3 separate regions of the Mus musculus genome follow, and all the other regions are linked to region 1. The links are chromatin contacts, called in public HiChIP or PLAC-seq and promoter capture Hi-C maps. All regions are on one chromosome and are shown on one strand. Each heading gives the region's core, a stretch centred on a gene start, on an enhancer-like site or on the middle of the called end of the contact. The rest is flanking DNA. Distances are from core to core; before and after follow the strand shown.

Evidence for each region. Promoter capture Hi-C pulls out the DNA fragments that hold promoters and counts their contacts. HiChIP or PLAC-seq counts read pairs in DNA pulled down with a chosen protein or histone mark.
Region 2: a contact with region 1 is called in a promoter capture Hi-C map of the HPC-7 cell line, with 5 times the contacts expected there. The contact joins the promoter of Arpc5l here to the enhancer-like site in region 1. A contact is called at or near these places in 11 of 39 promoter capture datasets (the C10 cell line, the HPC-7 cell line, cranial neural crest and 7 more), 2 of 484 Hi-C or Micro-C datasets (CD4 T cells and CD8 T cells) and 4 of 9 other capture datasets (adipose tissue, liver, macrophages and 1 more).
Region 3: a contact with region 1 is called in an H3K27ac HiChIP or PLAC-seq map of the NIH/3T3 cell line, with 11 times the contacts expected there. The contact joins the promoter of Lhx6 here to the enhancer-like site in region 1. A contact is called at or near these places in 2 of 39 promoter capture datasets (embryonic stem cells and stem cell-derived epiblast-like cells), 6 of 115 datasets of contacts at active chromatin or transcription factors (the NIH/3T3 cell line, embryonic forebrain, embryonic stem cells and 2 more) and 1 of 9 other capture datasets (embryonic stem cells).

Annotation. Positions count from the first base shown.
Region 1 is chr2:37,373,938-37,377,969 of GRCm38.p6, reverse strand. It overlaps Rc3h2 (ring finger and CCCH-type zinc finger domains 2), which reads left to right. Exons shown (of 22, transcript NM_001100591.1): 17 at 35-119; 18 at 534-615; 19 at 702-836; 20 at 974-1,081; 21 at 1,180-1,328; 22 at 2,542-4,032. The coding sequence ends at 2,737. Among named protein-coding and RNA genes, the nearest start is that of Pdcl, 17 kb to the right of the region's middle. Within about 2 kb of position 1,764, at least 35 of the 459 cell types and tissues checked have an H3K27ac peak or open chromatin away from gene starts, as enhancers often do. A contact at or near this core is called in the HPC-7 cell line, the NIH/3T3 cell line and pre-B cells, where this site is marked.
Region 2 is chr2:39,006,324-39,010,355 of GRCm38.p6, reverse strand. Arpc5l (actin related protein 2/3 complex, subunit 5-like) reads right to left here and starts at 2,217. Exons shown (of 4, transcript NM_028809.1): 1 at 2,012-2,217. The coding sequence starts at 2,160.
Region 3 is chr2:36,102,256-36,106,287 of GRCm38.p6, reverse strand. Lhx6 (LIM homeobox protein 6) reads left to right here and starts at 2,228. Exons shown (of 9, transcript NM_001083126.1): 1 at 2,228-2,394; 2 at 2,760-2,942; 3 at 3,309-3,430. The coding sequence starts at 2,326.

The DNA.
Region 1 (4,032 bases), core at 515-3,014:
GCCTTTCTAAACTGTTTTTCTGTGTTCCATGCAGATTATGTCCCTTACGTGAATGCTGTCGATTCAAGGTGGAGTTCATATGGCAACGATGCTACATCATCAGCACACTATATTGAACGGTAACTATACTCTCATTTCCTTTACTCTCAAACTTACATGCACCTAAAATAGAAAAATCATTACTGGTTGTCCATGGATTAAGCCTTGCTAATTTGAGCTGTGTAAAAACTTTCTGAATGCTGGGCGTGGTGGCGCACGCCTTTAATCCCAGCACCTGGGAGGCAGAGGCAGGCGGATTTCTGAGTTCGAGGCCAGCCTGGTCTACAGAGTGAGTTCCAGGACAGCCAGGGCTACACAGAGAAACCCTGTCTCAAAAAAAAAAAAAAAAAAAAAAAAAACTTTCTGGAACAAATTTTACATTTGGAATAGTGACTAAAACACATTCAGTGATCGTTACAAAGAACATAGAGTCATTATTGCTTTGGCTCCTTTATGTCTCACTTTAACTACAGTAAATATAATTCTTTTTAAAGGGACAGATTCATTGTTACTGATTTATCTGGTCATAGAAAGCATTCTAGTACCGGAGACCTTTTGAGCATTGAACTTCAGCAGGTAGGCTCTATATATTTAGCTTTGATTTTTAAAACGTAAAATAATAATTGAAAGCTAAGCTTATGTTTTCTTCTCTCTTCATGGAGGCCAAGAGTAACTCATTACTTCTTCAGAGGGAAGCTAATGCTCTGGCCATGCAACAAAAGTGGAATTCCCTGGATGAAGGCCGTCACCTTACTTTAAATCTTCTAAGCAAGGAAATTGAACTAAGAAATGGAGAGGTAAGGGAACCGAACCTCTCAGCAATACACTCTCAGACTTCTGAACTAAATCTTTAACTGTACCATTAGGCTTCTTATTTTTATTTAAAAGAGATTCTGCAGGTATAAAATTAATATAATTTTTTTTTAATTTATAGAATGACTACACAGAAGACACTGTAGATACAAAGCCTGATAGGGATATTGAGTTAGAGCTTTCAGCCCTTGATACTGATGAACCTGATGGCCAGAGTGAACAAATTGAAGTAAGTTCCTCAATTGGATAAGTAGTGGCTTTGTTTTGTTGCAAATTAAAATACATAAAATACTGTCATATTGAAGGATTAACATTTTATTTTCTCAGGAAATTTTGGACATACAACTTGGTATCAGTTCTCAAAATGACCAGTTGCTCAATGGAACAGCAGTGGAAAATGGTCATCCAGCCCAGCAGCACCAGAAGGACCCAGGAAAGCCGAAGAGACAGAGTTTAGGTGAAGACCATGTGATTCTGTGAGTGTTAGACAGACCCTTCATAATCAGAGGGTAGAGGCGATCAATACTTAGCGCTAGATGTGCTGGTAGATTCTTGGTTTTTTGTTTTTTTTTTGTTTTTTTTTTTTTTTGCCTTTTTCTATTTATGGGGAAACCTTGTATAATAAAGTAATGATTTGGTCAGTCTGTGTTTTTAGAGGAATTTGAACTAGTAAAGCAGTTTATTTTAAAACCAAAACTCAATTTGGGAATGAAAGTTCTCTTATCTCTAACATCAGGTTATAGTTCTTCAATTTGACCAAACTTGAAGATCATAGGATGGAAAAATAAATCCTAGATTATTTCAGTATTTGGGAAGCACAGGCAGAATCTGCTATTTATATGCTCTAAGTTGTCATGGACTCCAGAGGAAGACAAACCACAAAGTCTAAAAAGCAAACCACAAGGGGCTGGAGAGGTGACTCAGCAGTTAAGCGCACTTGTTTTTTGTAGAAGACTCAGGTTTGTTCCTGAGCCTAAGCATTCACATGGTGGCTTATGACCATCCATAACTCTTGTTTCAAGTGATTCAACCCCCCTCTTGCAACCTCCAAGGGCATTGTACACATGTGGTGCACATACATACATGAAAGCAAAATACTGTATACATAAATTTTATTTTAAAAAACCTTAAAAACTAAAGCAAACAAAAACCTGTGCTGAATGTTTCTTGTTTTAAAAAATCTTGTTATGATGTTCTTGGCTATTATATTGCTATTTTGTATAATTTTTGCCAAATATTTGGTCCTGGTCTTAAAATACTGATTAGATGACACAAATTATCAAGTTTAATTTTTAAATTTTGAAAATATGACCTTTTTAGTGACTTGTAATACTTTAAAAATTATTTAATTTTTATTTATTAGCTTTTATGTGTATGGGTGTTTTGACTGCATATATGTCTATGTGTGTGCAAGCTTTGTGCCCAAAGAGGCCCGGAAGGACATTGCTTCCTCTGAGATTGGAGTTACAGACTGCTGTGTGGTTTTGGCTGTTGAACCCCCAGGTCCTCTGGAGTAGCAGTTGTGCTTTAACTTCTGAGCCTTCTCTTTAGCCCCTACTTAATACATTTTTTAATAAAGAAGATAGGCTTTTCTGTGGGCTTAGAGTTTGAAGTAGCTTTCAGAGAGCAAATGTGATAACTCTTAAATTGTACATAAGTTAATTTGCTTTCACTGTCATTTTCTCTCAGGGAGGAGCAAAAACCAATTCTGCCGGTAACATCTTGCTTTAGCCAGCCACGTCCAATGTCTATTAGCAGTGCAAGCTGCCTCCCCATCACCACATCTGTCAGTGTTGGCAACCTCATTCTGAAAACTCACGTTATGTCTGAAGATAAAAACGACTTTTTAAAACCTATTGCAAATGGGAAGATGGTTAACAGCTGAAAGGAGGCTCAGCTTTCAAATCTGTGACCACACCATGGAAGCATTTACACTAGCTTTTTATATATATAATATATATTATATAATGTATATTTTTTTTAAAAAAAAAGATATTACTGGGGGCATCCATTTCCTGTGGACTCTTTGATACTTCAAGCCCTCTTGCATTAGCATTATGAAAAAAAAGAAAATTTACTTTACTAGGGTAATGTTCACTTTCCAGAAATTATTGGAATTTGGACAACATTTAACTTAAGCTTCAAGCAGCTTTTTATGAGTTTGTAGCAATCCGGTGCAGTAACTGAGCCATTTCCTATTTTAAATGGCTTCTACAGTAAATTAACAACTCAGTTATTAAACTAGCAGGATCCTACAATGATACATCTAGTGAAAGTAGAGTTAATTAACTTATTTCTATTTTATGTTTCACTGAGAGAAATTTCCATCTCATTCCAGCTGCTTTATTTATCTTTTTCATTGGACTTTGCATGGATTTTTCTTTCTTTCTTTTTTTGTTTTGTTTTGTTTTGTTTTTCCTTTTCTTTTCTGTCTTTTTTTTTTTTTTTTGAGAGTGGAGTTAGATGTTCTTACCATAGAGTTTTACAGGGTTATAATAGCTTTCTTTACTGCATTATATGTAGAAGTGTAGTGCAGTGCTTTTATCTGTAGCATTTAATTTTTTAATTTTCCATTTTTCAAGAATAGTTTCTGCTTTGTTAATATTTATACACAGGCTACTTGTTGAAGTAATTAATTAAAAATATAACCAAGTGCCTAAGTCTTTCAGCTGATGTACTAGATATTAAATTCTCCTAAGTTATGCAGAATCGTTTTTACAATTTTGATAAATTATGCACTAATGTAATGGCAATTTTTTAAAATGCAGATTTAAGCCTGTACATTATTGAATCTGATGACTTGGCAAAAGAATCAGGTGCTTTCAGCTTTCTTGAGAAAACCCTGTATGTAGCGTTTGCACTGACTAACAAGATGGTATTGCTGGGTCTTTAATTTAAAGAAATTAATTTGGGTGTTCATTGCATTATTTAGTTAGATATTGTTTATTGTTACTTCATGTTGGGTTTAATTTTCTTGTTTTCTGACTGTTAGGTTGATAAGACTTTGAACCATGTAGTAGTAGAACATTGGCTAACATTACCCATACTTAAAAACATGAATAATTTCTGCCCTGCCATAATGTGACTGAAATTTTCACTTGGCATCTGAAAGTATGCAGTATGTTCAACCAGCTCTGCCCCAGATTTGTGGGTAGTAGTTTATTGAAGCTTAAATTTCAG
Region 2 (4,032 bases), core at 968-3,467, 1.6 Mb before region 1:
CACCTGCTGTGTGTTTAGTGGTACACCTGTTGAGGTGGTAAGACCAACATAGTTGTCTCTATCATTTAAGAATGCTGAGGTTCGGGCTGGTGAGATGGCTCAGTGGGTTAGAGCACCCGACTGCTCTTCCGAAGGTCCAGAGTTCAAATCCCAGCAACCACATGGTGGTTCACGACCATCTATAATGAGATCTGATGCCCTCTTCTAGTGTGTCTGATGACAGCTACAGTGTACTATATAATAAATAAATAAATCTTTTAAAAAAAAAAAAAAAAAAAAAAAAGAATGCTGAGGTTGAGAGAGTGTATGACCAGCAGAAGGTTAAAGCAGGTTAGACAGTGCCTGTGTGGATGCACAGCAGCTTTCTATTTCCACACTCTGCTCTTCCACAAACAATTCCCAGCACAGGCCTGAGACCACCACCACCTAATGTCCCCCTAAACCTCTTCACTATTCTCTCCTAAGACTCACATGAGGGTCTATAGACTGAATGCAATGATTAGCACCTGATAGGGACTCAATTACTACTTCCATCCTTCTCCCTACCTGGGCCTGACATCTGCTAGGGTTTCACTCTCCTCTGCTAGCCTCCCTTCTCCCAATCCCGAGAGGTACACTCTCCATAGTAACAAGGCTTCTGACACTGCCATGAGTGTAGAAGCAATCTCTTCTATAAGCTAAGCCAATGCCTCTAAGCTGCCTAAGAAAGAAAGAAAGAGAGAGAGAGAAGAAAAAACAGCCAGGGACTTCAGCAAGGCCCAGCAACAACACCAAAGCAGAAGCTGACAGATCCCAGTCTCTTCATCAATATAATTAGGATTCTGGCCCAAATGCATCGTTCTGGAGCCTTGTCAACAGTACCTGCACATAAACCAGTCAGTACCCTGCACCATTCTAAAAACCAATCTTCCCTCTAGGGGCCTTCTCATGACCCAATTTAACCATCAGAATGGTGCAGGAAATAAGTTTGAAATCTCCACATTTCAAAAACATATTCTTGTTCAGTCTAAAAGGGTTGTTTTCAAGATATATTAGAGGAGCACTATAGGACTCCTCCCAAAAGCGGTACACCTGACTTCCCAGGCTGAGTCAACTGATTAAACAGCCAGAACCTGATTTATATACAGCAAGAGCCTCCAACCCTACCCTGGCAAGTGCGGGGGAGGGGTACACACTTCCTGTCAAGCTATTTGAATAAAGAAAAAAAAAATCTTCCTGTGAGAATAAATCAGTTTCCTGTGGTGCTCAAACTGCTAAGAGACCAAGCCAGCTGTGACAATCACCTCTATTTTTACTCTTCTGTTCTAAATGCTTGTTTTCTGTGGCCACCAGCAGTCATTTTCAGTCGTGGGGAGCCACTTTTACATTTGACACTGTATGGTGTTTTTGAGCTCTGAATCACTAGCTTTTTCCACGCTTTCTGCACAAGGCGGTTAATGGCAGAGTCGCATTACTTGTTGAATGTACTTGGTCCATAAAGGCGCAAAACCCAACGTGCTGAGGAAAGTGGCGACAGGTGAGAAAAGGTAGCAGGCCATATCACACCTGAGGGCTGGACCTTAAAGCACACCTCCCCCACCTCCGCCCTCTAGTCAGTCTTCCTCCAACCATCCACCCACCTATTTTCACGCCGGGCTACAATCGGGCCCAAGAAAGCCAGTTAGACAAGCGCAGTAGGGCAGTGGCCCTGGCTGCTCAATGAATCCAAGGTGGTTCACCTCGGTCCCTCCTGAGGGCAGCACCTGGGAATGACCCCGCTTACTATAAGGAGGGATAAAGGGATACCAAGGCCGATGCACGGACACCCAGAAGGATGCGGAGCGCAGCAGAGCAGAGGGAGAGGAGCTCCAGGGCTGCGCTGCTGAGAAAGGCGTAAGGCCAACCACAGACCGGGAGAACCTGGGACTGACAGGAGCCGGGAGGGGCTGGGGTTGGGCGGAGGACCGGGAGACTGGGGCTGGGGTGATCAGGGTGCGAAGGCCGAGCCGGGCCGCCGCGCCGGGAAGGATATTGCCGCAGGAGCCCGTCTACCTCGCAGGGGTCGGGGCCTGGCTCGCCCGCCGCCGCCGCTGCCTCTTCGTGCTCGTCTACGAATTTGTTCTCGTCAAATTCGTCGATATCCACGCGGCGGAAGCGTGAGGACAGTGTGTTCCGGGCCATGGCGGGAGCGCGGCGGCCACTCAGCCGCCTAGGCTTCGCTCTTTCCCGGCTCCCCTCCGCACCGGCTCCGCTTGGGGGCGGGAAGCGGCCGCCAGGCACCGCCTCCCCTCCTCCGCGCGCAGCCGCCGTCGCCCGCCCACTTCCGGGATGCGCCGGAACCGGAAGCTCTTGTGGGCGGAACTGCGCCGTGGGATCGTGGAATGCTGATGAAGTGGTGTCAGGCGTTGCAGCCGTAACTCTGTCCTCTCCGAAGCCGGGCTGCTGGTATAGCCAGCGCTTCTGTCCGCTCCGGAGGAAGAAATCTTAGAGCTAAGGGATGGCAGGGAGTGACGCGCAGTGCCGGAGTCTCTTAAGCACTGACCCACAAGAGGACCCACTTTGTTAAAAGTAAACGGCTTTAAAGGCGTTGATGTGTAACCCAGGGGCTGGCAGGACGCTTGATAACATCCTTTCTTGAGGATGTAACGACTCCTGCGGGCGTTCCGAAAATTAAAGAGGATTCTGTGGCCACCTGTACTCCTGACTGAAGAGGCATATTTTAGGAGGCGAAAGCTGCAGAATCCCCAGGATTCTTTCTATTTCAGACGTAGGCTAAAATGAATCTTTTCTTGTAACTATATGAAAACTATTTAATAAAAAATATTAAAAAAAAAGAAAACTATTACATTTTAACCTAGTAGAACTCGAGCAAAAAAAATTAGGTGAGACATGGTTTTGCTCCTGCTACACATAGCGAGTAATGTGGCACATGCCTTATTCCAGCCCTTAGGAAGCAGTGGCAGGGGGTTCTTGTGAGTTCTAGATAGTTTTGACTACATAGTTCTAGATCAGCCAAGACTACAGAGTGAAACCCTGTCGGGAAATTTAAAAAAGAAAAAAAGTGCTATTCTTGGAGACCTGGGTTCAGTTCCCAGCATCCACATAGCAGCTCACAGTGCTCTGCGACTCCACCTCCAGGGAGATCCAGTCACCTCTGCCGGCACAGCACATACATGGTACATGTAAAATTTAAAAATGTAAGGGCTGTCTTAATTACATCAGGGATGGCAAAGTACAGTGCCTGTAAGTTTTTTGTCTTCAAAGATGGGGAATGTAATTGGGAATTCAAAAATATTGTGAATCCTGGGTTTAATCCTAGCACTACAAAAAATGTCCAGAAATATGATGTATATTTGTAACTCTAGTAGAATCCTGGTCATCTTTAGACTTCCATTTAAAACTAATCCACACTCGGTTCATTTCTCCTTATCCCATTTACAAAAGGCTTATTCATTCTATCCAACCAGTATCCCCATCCTGGGCCTGAAAAGCATTAAACCCTCAGAGACCTTCAAGACTGGCTCTGGAAACAGGCACACAAACACATGGCTTAACTCAGCTTGGTACTTAAGAGCACTTAGGATACAAGGGTACGCTGCTACACTTGGGATGGGAGGTGACTAAAAAATGTTCATTACAGTACCTTTTTTGTTTTTTTGGTTTTTGGTTTTTTGTTTTGTTTTGTTTTGTTTTGTTTTCTCGAGACAGGGTTTCTCTGTATAGCCCTGGCTGTCCTGGAACTCTGTAGACCAGGCTGGCCTCGAACTCCGCCTGCCTCTGCCTCGCGAGTGCTAGGATTAAAGGCGTGCGCCACCACGCCCAGCTTTCATTACAGTACCTTGAGTACCTCTTCTATCAGCATCAAGTCATGAACAATTGAGAAACTGCTGGAAAAATGGGCAGCTGCTGAATGGAGCTTGGCAAAGAAAGGGCTCCAATTGGTCAGTTTGGTCAACTCATCACACAAACCCAACATCGTCTGCTTTGTTCTGATCTAGATGCTAGCGGTCTGTCTGGGACTGTAGGCAAAGGGTCATGTGCACTTTAACCATG
Region 3 (4,032 bases), core at 979-3,478, 1.3 Mb after region 1:
GCTATAAATGTCAGTGTTTGTCAGTGTCAGACCTTTGAGTTTGAGAGTTCTCTGTTTGGGGCTTGTGCCTGCTATCTAAATGTCTGGGTCTTTGCCTTTCCCTAACTCTCATCATCCTTAGAGTCCTATAGTACGTAGAAAGTATGATTAGGTAAATCTTGAAGTGGAAGTGGATGTCCCAAGTAATTCATTCCAAAAGAACCAAGGGACCTACCCTCCCACTCTCACTAGCACAGGCTCCCCTGCCCCCAGCCCTGTTCAGCCTTTAGAAGCTGGTGCAAGCTCCGGTTGTCATGAAGCAGGGATATTTTTGCAGGAGTTTGAGGGGTGTGTCGAAGTCTAGGACCTGAAGGATTGGTGTGAGCAGGTGACCATTTGCGACACAAATATACCAGGCTCAGCACTACATCAACAGAACGTGGCTTCATGTGGAATCCAGCCTTGTAGATGGGCTGACCACGGATTCCTCTCGCACCTATTAACGTTGTGTGAGGGCGGCAGTGGGTGCCCTTGAGGGAGGGGCGGCAGAAGGAGCTGTGAGGATATGTGCCCCGCCAGTGTCTTTGTATGTTAGCATGTTCCAAGAGTCTCCCTGTAGCGCCTAGTTTCAGTGTGTCTCTCTGTGTGTGTATGTCTCTGAGTCTCTGCCTCCTTTGGAGTGTCTCGCTCTTCTTAGCGGGGAGGGGATTGGTCACGCATGACTCATCTTGAACGGAGCGGGGCTCCAGCGGCAGGGCGGTCGTCGCCGCAGCTGGAAGGGGAGGAGGACAACGAGGAGGGAGAACAGGAGGAGGAAGAGGAGGAGGAGGAAGAGGAGGAGGAGGCGGCAGCCGCAGAAGCAGCTGCAGGGACCTCTCCAAGTTTGTCGGGACCTTCTTCAGAGGCAGTGGTGCTGGCAGCCAGGGAGGCCAGGACTGCGCTCAGGCCGGGGGCGGGGAGCTGGGGCTGGGCCCGGGGCGGCGGGGCCGGAGCCTCGGTTCTCCAGCTCTCCCAGCAGCCTCTGCCCCCAGGACGCCCGAGGCCCCACTCTGCGCCTCTCTTCGCACTGCGCGCCCACCGAGCCCTCCCGCTCCCGGGCCCATGTACTGGAAGCATGAGAGCGCCGCCCCGGCGCTGCCCGAGGGCTGCCGGTTGCCGGCGGAGGGCGGCCCCACCACCGACCAGGTGAGCAAGCAGGCGAGTGGGTGAGCGTCGGGGATCCTGGGGCCAGCGGGAGCCGGGATTCAACCGGGCCGGGTCGGGTGGCGGGCGGCAGCAGGAAGGAGGGGTGCTGAGTGAGCCCGGGAGAGTGTGTCTGCAAGTGTGTGAGCGTGCGAGCGGGCAGGCGGGGGTGGGGGGTCGCGGAAAGCGGGAACACATTATGCAAATGTTGGAGGAATTTCTCAAAAAGCGATTTAGCAAAGACATAGGCGAATCAAGAGGAGGCGAGGCCAGTATTGTCCGTCTGAATAGACGCTGATAGCGCCGATGCGCCAGAGGTTGTGCCGGCGCAACGCTGAGGATCTCGATGAGGGGCCGGTCCCGGGAGCTCCAAGAGTCTGGAGGGTTCTCTTTCCTCCTCCAAGAGGCCTCTCTTTTCTCTTTTTGGCCTCATTTCACTCGCCGATCTCGCCCTCTTTGGCTTGGGGCTTCCCTTGAACTGGCCCTCCAAAGGCGTTTGAATCGGTGTCAATATCCCCGCTTCAATTTCCCGGCGCGCGTCGAGCGGGCGGATGCTCCTAGCGCTCTGGGTTTTATTTTCTCAACCACCACCACCACTACCACCACCACCACCCCCATCTCCTTTTTATTTTCTTTCTTTCTCTCTTTTCTCCTTTTTGCATTTTGTACCGAGAGTAGGAGAAGGGAGGGGGCGGAGGGAGAAAAAAATTCGATTTTTAATTACTACCATTAAAAAATCAAATTTGCAATTCTTTGGGCGGCCTGATGGATCTCACTGATTGACAGTTGGAATTGACACTCTGGCTACCTCTTATCTTGGGCATTCACGACAATTTCTAATTGCAGGTAGTTTGTGTGTGTGCGCGTGTTTTTTTTCCCCCTCAGAGGCTTGGATTGCAAAGGAACTAAGCGATTACTTCAAGAGCCACGGGTTAAGTGCAGGGAGAGGGGGAGAGAGAGGGAAAAAAACCCAATCCAAATTCAAATTGCTTCATTAGAGAGACACCGCTTTTGTGGGGAAGGGCTTTAAATGCCCACTACAAAGTTAGGACTCATTGTTCAGCGCCGGTTTATATAACAGGCGAGGGGAGGCGCTGGGCTCTGACAGCTCCGAGCCAGTTCAGCAGCCGCCGTCGCCTGCATTCCCTCCCCCTCCCCCAGGTGATGGCCCAGCCAGGGTCCGGCTGCAAAGCGACCACCCGCTGTCTCGAAGGGACCGCTCCGCCTGCCATGGTGAGTCCTTTCGGTCCTGCTTTCGGCCCCGAGTCCCCCCAACAGCACAGGCCAGGGCTTCTGGCTCAGCCTTCCGGCTACCAACCTCTACCCCTGCGCTGGAAAACTGCCGATAGGAGCCGCCTCTCGTTGAGCCTTGGTTTTTCTGGCCTGGAATGTGAGCTTTGGCTGCTTCCTGCACCCAGGATGCGCTGTGTTAAAAGTTGGGGGCCGTCCCTTCTTCTCCAATAGGTCCTTTCATTCTTGTACTCCAGCCTAGGGCGCGACATCCCTGGCACATTTCGGTGTCAGTCGGTGCGCGAGGAAACCAGATTCAACTCTGAGTACTCGGCTAAGCGCTTCGCTGTTCCTCTCTCCCATTTCAGGCTCAGTCAGACGCAGAGGCCTTGGCAGGCGCTCTGGACAAGGACGAAGGTAGAGCCTCCCCATGTACGCCCAGCACACCGTCTGTCTGCTCGCCGCCCTCTGCTGCCTCTTCCGTGCCGTCTGCCGGCAAGAATATCTGCTCCAGTTGCGGTCTGGAGATCCTGGACCGGTATCTGCTCAAGGTGAGTCAGGGTAGGTGTGCCTGCTTGCCCACGGGTGTGGTTTGCAGCCCCAAGAGCTGTAGGGAAGCAATGACCTTGCCAGGTCCATTTTCCTCGGCCTCCCAATCCAACCGCTAACCGATCGCGCAGCTTTGGGCAAGTGTTCCCAAACAGGAGGTCTCCTTTTGCCCCGGTTCCAACAAGAGAATGCAAGGCTGTATCTCAATTTCCTTGAGCCTCTCTGTATTATAGAAGAAAAGTAGGGAAGCCATACGCCCCTTCTGAGCTTCAGTGTCTCTCTGTCTCTGCAAATGAGGCTGGGGAGGCTGGGGGCGGGCGTGAAAGAGGCCCGCGCCAAGCCGACCCCCACCTCTGCCCCCTCCCCAGGTCAACAACCTCATCTGGCACGTGCGGTGCCTCGAGTGCTCCGTGTGTCGCACATCGCTGAGGCAGCAGAATAGCTGCTACATCAAGAACAAGGAGATCTACTGCAAGATGGACTACTTCAGGTAGGCAGCGGCCATCCCGCCAGCAAGCGCTGGAGCATGAACGCCTTGCACACGCGTGCCTAGGCCACTTGTGTGGCCTGTGCTCTCCAATTCCTGAGCCCTGCTGTTCAGAGTGCACAACGCGGCTCAGCGCACTGGCCCGGCCCTCCTACTCAGCACGTCTTACACAGAAGGGAGCGCCAGTCTCAGCCTGAGTTCTGGCGGGGGATCTGCCTCGGGTTCCTCCGATCTGACAGGCGCTGGCCACGGGTCTGGTTCCATCTCTGGTCTTTTCTGGCCCCGAGCACCAGTGTGTTCTGTTGAGCTCTGATGTCCGAGGCTCTGGCCCGGATCATTCGGATCCCGGTAACCATCCCGTTCCATCTCTAGTAAGCTCAGCTCTGGTTCCAACTTGAGCTCCAGTTGTGCCGTACGTAGCCTGTCCTGGGAGGGATCCTGAACTAGGCTCGGGACTCTCCTTCTAGCTTCGCTCTGCTTTCAATTTTGGGCTCAGATCTGCTCCAGCCCCAAGTGCCAACGCCACATCTGACTCCAGCCCTAGCTCAGATCCTAGTGCTTAGTCCTAAGCACCAACATCGATCAATGCCTTCGCCTCGACTCTT